Linked DNA regions of Mus musculus: region 1 is linked to region 2. A link is a contact called in public Hi-C data. All regions are on one chromosome and are shown on one strand. Each heading gives the region's core, a stretch centred on a gene start, on an enhancer-like site or on the middle of the called end of the contact. The rest is flanking DNA. Distances are from core to core; before and after follow the strand shown. Region 1 has its middle 110 kb from the start of Gm39019. Region 2 overlaps Atp10a (ATPase, class V, type 10A).

Region 1 (3,547 bases), core at 278-2,777, 94 kb after region 2:
GTCATTAACTATACCTCAATGGCTGTTTCACAAGAGAGGGAGCTGTACCGTGCCGATACTCAGGAAGCCCTACCTATCTTGGCTCTTATTTATACTTTTTCACAGAGAAGTTTCTGGCACAGAGCTACCTCTCCCCCAACACTCCCCAGTGCCTGTAGAAAAGCTGCATGTGCTGGGAAATCAGCCTGCAGGTCTTCCCCCTTCTCATTCCATGGCTAACTGACACAAAGCATGTTTCCCTGGCAGATGGTCTGAGAATTTATCTCCCTATAAAATTAGCTCCGCAACAAATGTGTCTGCCCTGACTCGGAAGCTCAAAATAACCCATTAGAGCCCAGGTGGTCATAAATCTCTGTCCTGTGTTATGGCTCACAAGAGTGGGAAACACATCAGACTTGAACTTCATAGAGGAAAGTCCTGCTATTTTTAGCCCCTGCCTTCTCTCAGAGAAAACAACATTCTTCCAGCTTTCAGGCTCTAGAAGAGCTGCCTTTAACCCTTCAACTAGCCTCCCTAGAAATGCTCCCAGGCCTGACCTTGCACCCTTGAGTGCATGCTTTATGTCCTCCATAGCAGTTACCTCCTCATGGCACCTGCTTGTTCATTTTTCAGGTGTTTATTGTCTTCCTGTTATCCCTGAGTGAGTAAGGATCCTTCTGAGAACACCAGAGAGAGGAAACTGTATTCTTCATGGTTAATTAAGGGTGTTTTTTTTTTATGATTGTCAAAACTTGTTTTCATCTGTGTATTAAATAGTGCCATTGCACAACAGGAAACATACATATTTCATGGGACCTATTTATTTATAAACAAACAAACAAATAAGTGCACAGCGTCTACCAGCTTATTAGTGGACTGGATTTTCTAAGCATACATTATTACATTATGCCTTTTAAAGTAGCTTTATAAAAGAAGGTTTCTTATGCTATATAACCTTTAACTTTTTTGAATCTGTAAGATTATCAAAATCCCCTCCTCTGGGTTTTTTTCTGGAATCATGCCCTGGAAGCAAGCCATCATAATTTATTGCTTAAGATGACATACATTGCTTTGTTGCTTTCAAAGAAATCTATGATTATAATATAATATTCTTCTGTATTGAAAAGGGGGCTGGATTTTTGGCTACATCTAAAGGTACAGCTGTCTTCTCCTACTCCAGGGGCATCTTGTATTTTCCAGCACTCTCTGCACACAAGGCAGAATATCTTTGGGAGCCTGCCCCAGAAATCCTTCCCCTGATAAACGTCCCCAAGGGCTATCTTGTGATCCTCACAAACATAGTACAGATTTTGTGGATGGGCGTTGGAGTTAAGAAAACACCCAAGCATTTGCTGTTGTCTAGTGCACAGATTAGAATAAGCCAAAGCTGCTGAGCTGCTTTGATTTTTTTTCGTTGCTATGCTCAGAGCCCCTGGAACACCACTCCCAACGGTGGATGAAAAATCGTGCCTCTGCCAGCCATGAAGTGTGAGGCTCTGAGCTATTTTTGGCTTCATTTTCTCAGAGGGCTGGTCACGTGGGGCTGCTGTCTGCAGCTTTCCTGCTGGTATGCGGCAGAAGCTGTATTGATTCATTCCTCCCTCCTCCAGTGCTTCCCCTTTTCTCTTTTCTCCCTCTCCTCGGGCGGGCTAGGAACTCACCAGAGAAGAAGGTCCCAGTCAGAGGCTCCAGAGAGATCTCTTTGAATAAGAATACCATTTCTTACTCCCCAGGTTTTCTTGAATATACATACATATGCATATAGCTAACATTTATTTTAATTACCATTTAATTTTTTTTTCATTCGTAGCTCACTCAGCATTGCAGGGTGTAAAAATGTAAATGCTGAGCCCCAGAAATGAAGTACATGTAGACCTTAGAGAGTTTTTCTCAACCCCCTACAAATTATGGTTTACATAAGGAGGAAATAAGGGCGGGGGAGTCAGTATTAAGTACTGGAGGGGATGGGAGAGAGATACAGAGGGTCAGGAAATAGAATAAAAATATGTAGCAGTGGGAGATGAGGGAAACAAGAGGCTCCCAGGACCCAACAGGATGACTTTAGCGGAAATGCACAGAGACGGGGTAGATAGAACCTGTAGAGACCAACTCCCTTGTGTGAGTAGCCAATTTTTATAGAATAATTTCTAGAAAAATTTCTAGGATAATTCTAATTTGCCTCTGTATCTATTTTCCTATCAACTTAGAAGGAACAAATTGAGTTTTTGTTTGGGTTTTTTGTTTTTTGTTTCTGTTTTTGTTTGTCTTTTCCAAATGTCCTTTCTGACATCTCTTCAAGGCTGCTCAGTCTCTATCCTTGTCCTCATTTCCATACCACTTCACCCTGCACCCACTACAGCTTCTAAGGTAGCTCTCAGCTCTGCGCGTGAGCAGCCTAGAAGACCTCAGGAGAGCAAAAGGCTTCAGAACTACCACAGATATCCCAAGACTGCTTGCCCTCTCTTGAGGCTAACAGGGCCTGCTCCCTCACTGCTGAAGTCCGGCCTGTGAAGACTGATATTCTACTCTTCAGGGCTAGAGCAGGACCCTGCAGCTTCTGGCAGAATACATGGCAAAGCCAACTTCAGTGTCACTTGAAAGAAGCAATGAGGCCTGTGCTTAAAGGTTGGATGCAATGCTGGAGTTGATCCTTCCTAGATTCATATTTCTCTTAAAAATTACTTTTAGTATTATCATTAGTTTCTGTGTGTGTATGCTATATCAGGAGTGGGGTACACATGCCCTAACATGCATGCAGACGTCTAAAGACAATTTTACACAGTCATTCTTTCCCCCTATCTTTATATGGGTTCTGGGGATTTAACTGATGTCTCCAGGCTTGTACAACTAGTGCTTTTTCTCACTGAATTCCCTCACTGTCCCTCAGACTCGTGTTTCTAAGTTCATGAAATTAAATACATCATATGACAATGGAAACCAATTTCGTTGTAATAATAAAATAGCTTCTAAAAGACAAATAAAATTTGCTGTACAGAAATAAATGTACCTCAGTAAAAAGCTAAATAATCTATCTTTGGGTTTTATCTGTTGCAAGTTTGGACAGACAATGTTTCAAGATAATTGCAATAACCATGATACAATTGGACATGGATGACTACCAGTGAGACAGAACTTGGGCTTCCCAGACAAAATATTGGATTACCAGTCTACATTTAAATTTCAAATTGTTCCAATTATTATATGTGGGACATGCTTATATTAAAATACTGTTCATTTTTATAAAATTCAGATTCAACTAGGTAACCTCGATCAGTATTGTTAAAAGTGGAGTAGCTTAAAATCCACATCTATAACTGAAAGAAACACTAAACATTTGTTAGCAGTTTGGGGGGGTGGGGGGGAATGTATCTATTCAAGTCGATGGACACCTCTTCTTCATGTTGGTAGAAACCACTACACACTGATATGTGGTGATGAAGGTTCTCAACTCACAGGGTATTTTTTCTTTTTAGTTGTAGAAGACATTTCGTAGGCTTGAAACCCTATAGGCCTAATAACTAAGCATCACTGGGGGCTTGCTTGTAGTCTAGGCTGCTGAAACACATTG
Region 2 (3,637 bases), core at 489-2,988:
TATTTGGTGATATCATTTAAATCTCCATTATATATTTATATACAGTAGGAAGCTTCTACTATATTAGGATTCTCTATGAGCCCTCACATGGCCCTTAGTTTTAGCATCCCTCTCTGTATTTCCTCTCTTGCTCTCTCTTTCCTCCTTCCCCCATTTGATCTTCCCATTTCACTCCCCCATCTACAAGTCCATCCTTAACTATCTATTCTTATTCCTAGGAAGATACAGCCTTCCTCTCTACCTCCTTACTCTGTACCTAGCCTCAGTGATTATATGGTTTGTAATTTATCAATGACTTAACAACTAGCATCCACATATAGGAGGATGCATACTATATTTGTCTTTCTGGGTCTAGGTTAGCTCACTCAGGATGATTTTTCTAGTAACATGTATTTACCCATGAATTTCATGATTTCATTTTTAAACAGTGAGTGTAATAGTCCCTTGTGTAAATGTATCTCATTTTCTTTATCCTTTCATCTATTGATGGACATCTAGTTTTCTTCTAGTTTCTAGCTATTATGAGGAGAGCCACAAAAAAACAAAACAAAACAAAAAGTTAAAAAAAAAAAAAAAACAAAAACCAAAAGGAAACCATGGTTGAGCAAGTGTTTTTTGCAACAGAATGAAAGTTCCTTTGAGTATATACTCAAGAGTAGTATGGCTGGATCTTGAGGTAAACCCTTTCCCAGCTTCCAGAGGAACCTCCAGCCTGAGTTCCCTAGTTGCTGTACAAGTTTGGATGAATACTCTCCTTACTCTACATTGCTGCCTGCATGACTTGCTATTTCTTATATTGATCTTGGCCATTCTGTCTGATGTGAGATGAAATCTCAAAAGTGTTTTGATTTACACTTCCCTGATGACCAACGATGTTAACCATTTCTTTAAGGGTTTCTCAGTCATTTGAATTTCTCCTTTTGAGATTTCTGTTTAGATCTATACACTATTTTTAAATTTGGTTGTTTTCTTGATGTTCAGGTTTTTTTTTTTTTGAGTTCTTTATATATTTTGGATATTGATCCTCTGTAGAAGGTGGAGTTGGTAAAAAATGTGTAGCCTGTACCTTTGAATGGTGGTGTCCTTTGGTGTACGTAGCTTTTTAGTTTCACTAACACATTAACTGTTGATCTGAGTACATATGCGAATGGAATTCTGTTCAGGAAGTCTTTTCTTGTGCTAATGACTTCAAGACTATTGTACATTTTGGTCCTCTGGAACCTAAGTGCTGCCAACTCTTTCAACATAGACTAAGCAACATAGAAACTCACCCGTTAAGTCTTAACAGAAAATGTCCAGCGGAATGGAGGAGAAAGGCAGCTTGTGTCTTGCCAAGAGAAAGTGATGCCTCATATGAAGGTATGAATGATACTCTTGGCTCATATCCCAGCTTCTAGACCGCAGGGCCCAGCACTGCTCAGTCATCTCTGCTCATTTTCACTTTCGGTCTGGAGGAGCTAGGAGTAGAGACACCTGCTGACGTGTTTCAGCTGCCAGATCTAAGGGTTTTTACAGCTCTAGTTATGGGCAGCATAGCTGAGGTCTCCTACACACATATTTTAGACTACTAAAATCAAGAATTACACATTCTGGAACTTAAACCTGAATTTATTTTCTCAGTCCTGGAGACTGGACGTTAGGGGTCAAGGTAGGGTTGGCTAGGGCTTGGTAGGGTTGGCTCCATCTGAGCTGCTCTCTTCAGTTTGTGGGTAGCCATTTCTTTAGTCTTCACTGGTTCTTTCCTCTGTGACCTCATCTCCTGTCTTTATAAGGAGACAGTCACAATGGGTCAGGGCCTACTCTAACACTCCATTTTAACTCACATCTTCAAAGGCTTGTTCCATGTATACAGTCATATTTGGTAGTTCTGCATAGGACTTTGAAAGAGGCACAATTCAACCATCAGTGTATTTTCAGAGGGAACTTTACTCCATGTGCAGTGTCAGTCACATTGGTCATCTCCATGAGCTCATTCAAGCTCACTCTGCTCCCAGAGGTGGAAAGTGCCTTTTCTTGATGAATTTCCGGCCGGAAAAATCAGCAATAGTAGAAGAGAACCTTGGCTCAGTAATATATGGCTCCATTCTTCCAGAAAGCTGACTGTCTGTGTATTAATGTGCTAATTACTAAAATCTGGGAATGACAGGGCATCATAAGGAGCCAGAATCTGTGATGGAACAATATTCAGAACTTGTGCTACATGGATTTATTTGTTTGTTTGTTTTTAGAGATGTGTTAAATGTCAAGCTATTAGTTGCCAAGACAGAAGAATCTTTTTCCTCAAGTTTTTTGTTTTTTTTTTTTCTTTTTTTTTTTTTTCTGTAGAAATAGTGAAAGAACACCTTTCAACCCCTGGCTAGAATATACTTTTTATTATAGGATTTCCTTGAGGGAAGACTAATTTCCACTGGAAGAGATATCTTGTGTTTCCCAAGTTGGTGTTTGTTTTACATTACAAAAAGAGCCGGGCCTTGGTTTGCTTTGTTCCCACAGTTAATGAAAAAATAGCAAGCACAGATCTGCTGAGAGTCCGTTTAGAAGCCTGACCTTGTGTTGGAGGTGGGCAGGGTGCTGCTGGACTGGAGGAGTGGGGCACATCTATGGCTTGGGCCCCTGCTTTTCTGCCGCATTATAAGCCTGTATTTCTAAGACTGCATCTGTGAAATAACTGCATCAGAAAGCATGAGCACTGTTTTAAGCAAAGGGAACAATTTTCCTCTGATTGCACTGTCCACCCAATGTCCTCAGTTAACTGTGGCACGAGCACTGGGAAAGGTTTAGTTCTGACCTCTCTCCACTCTCCTGGGCTGGGTCTTGACTGACAGCGTTTTATTAGTGGTCTAGTCACTTCCCGATCAAGCTCAGTCCTGCCTCTGAAGTCTCTCTGACCCTGTGTGTTCAGGTACACGTTCCCTGAAATGGTGGCCACTGTTTACCTGTACACACGAGCTACTGCTAGTGCAATCAGAACGTGATCCTCACCAGGACCCAGCAGGCTTATTGAGTCCATGTAGCAGGACTCAATGAGCCTGCTCTTGCTCCTTCGCCTGCTTGCTGCGTGAGACTGAGTATCTGCTAGACTTCCATTCACAGCTGCGACTGAACCATTGTTGGGAATTGGGCTGCCAACTGTAAGTCATCAATAAATTCCTTTACTATTTAGAGACTATCCATAAATTCTGTGACTCTAGAGAAACCTGACTAATACAGAGTAATAGTAGAATAGACCTTTTGACCCACTATTGTGAGGTAGGTCATGTCCTAAGATTTCCCTGGGTTCTAAAGGGTCCATGCTTGAAGCACTGTGTGGTTGCTTCTTTGTCTTCCGAGCGAGGATCTAGGTTTAGAGAGGTCTCACTTTTTAGTCACACAGCAAGCCCAGCATTGAGGCTCCAGAGACTGTCTACCTCATGTGCCTTCTGCTTCCTACCTGCGTTATTTCATACACACACACACACGCTGTGTCTGGCCTGTCCTGCAGTTTGAACACAAAAGCTTGGCTCCTTCCGTTGCCTTCCCAAGCTGCTACATTACGCTGTGTAGTCTCAGTCTCTGCAGTCCATGCTTTGCAGCAGCAGCTGCCAGGATGTCATTCCTAAATAATAGCTCTGACCTTGGAACTCTGGCTCAAGAATTT

The links. A called contact is a pair of places that touch in the nucleus more often than the background predicts.
Region 1: a contact with region 2 is called in a Hi-C map of uterus, with 3 times the contacts expected there. The contact joins two enhancer-like sites. A contact is called at or near these places in 2 of 15 datasets of contacts at CTCF or cohesin (CD8 T cells and the NIH/3T3 cell line) and 6 of 484 Hi-C or Micro-C datasets (cerebral cortex, cortical neurons, liver and 3 more).

What each region holds. Positions count from the first base shown.
Region 1 is chr7:58,842,769-58,846,315 of GRCm38.p6, forward strand. No RefSeq gene overlaps it. Among named protein-coding and RNA genes, the nearest start is that of Gm39019, 110 kb to the left of the region's middle. Within about 2 kb of position 1,528, at least 251 of the 459 cell types and tissues checked have an H3K27ac peak or open chromatin away from gene starts, as enhancers often do. A contact at or near this core is called in CD8 T cells, regulatory T cells and uterus, where this site is marked.
Region 2 is chr7:58,748,708-58,752,344 of GRCm38.p6, forward strand. All of the region lies in intron 2 of Atp10a (ATPase, class V, type 10A), which reads left to right. Among named protein-coding and RNA genes, the nearest start is that of Gm39019, 20 kb to the left of the region's middle. Within about 2 kb of position 1,739, at least 98 of the 459 cell types and tissues checked have an H3K27ac peak or open chromatin away from gene starts, as enhancers often do. A contact at or near this core is called in CD8 T cells, regulatory T cells and uterus, where this site is marked.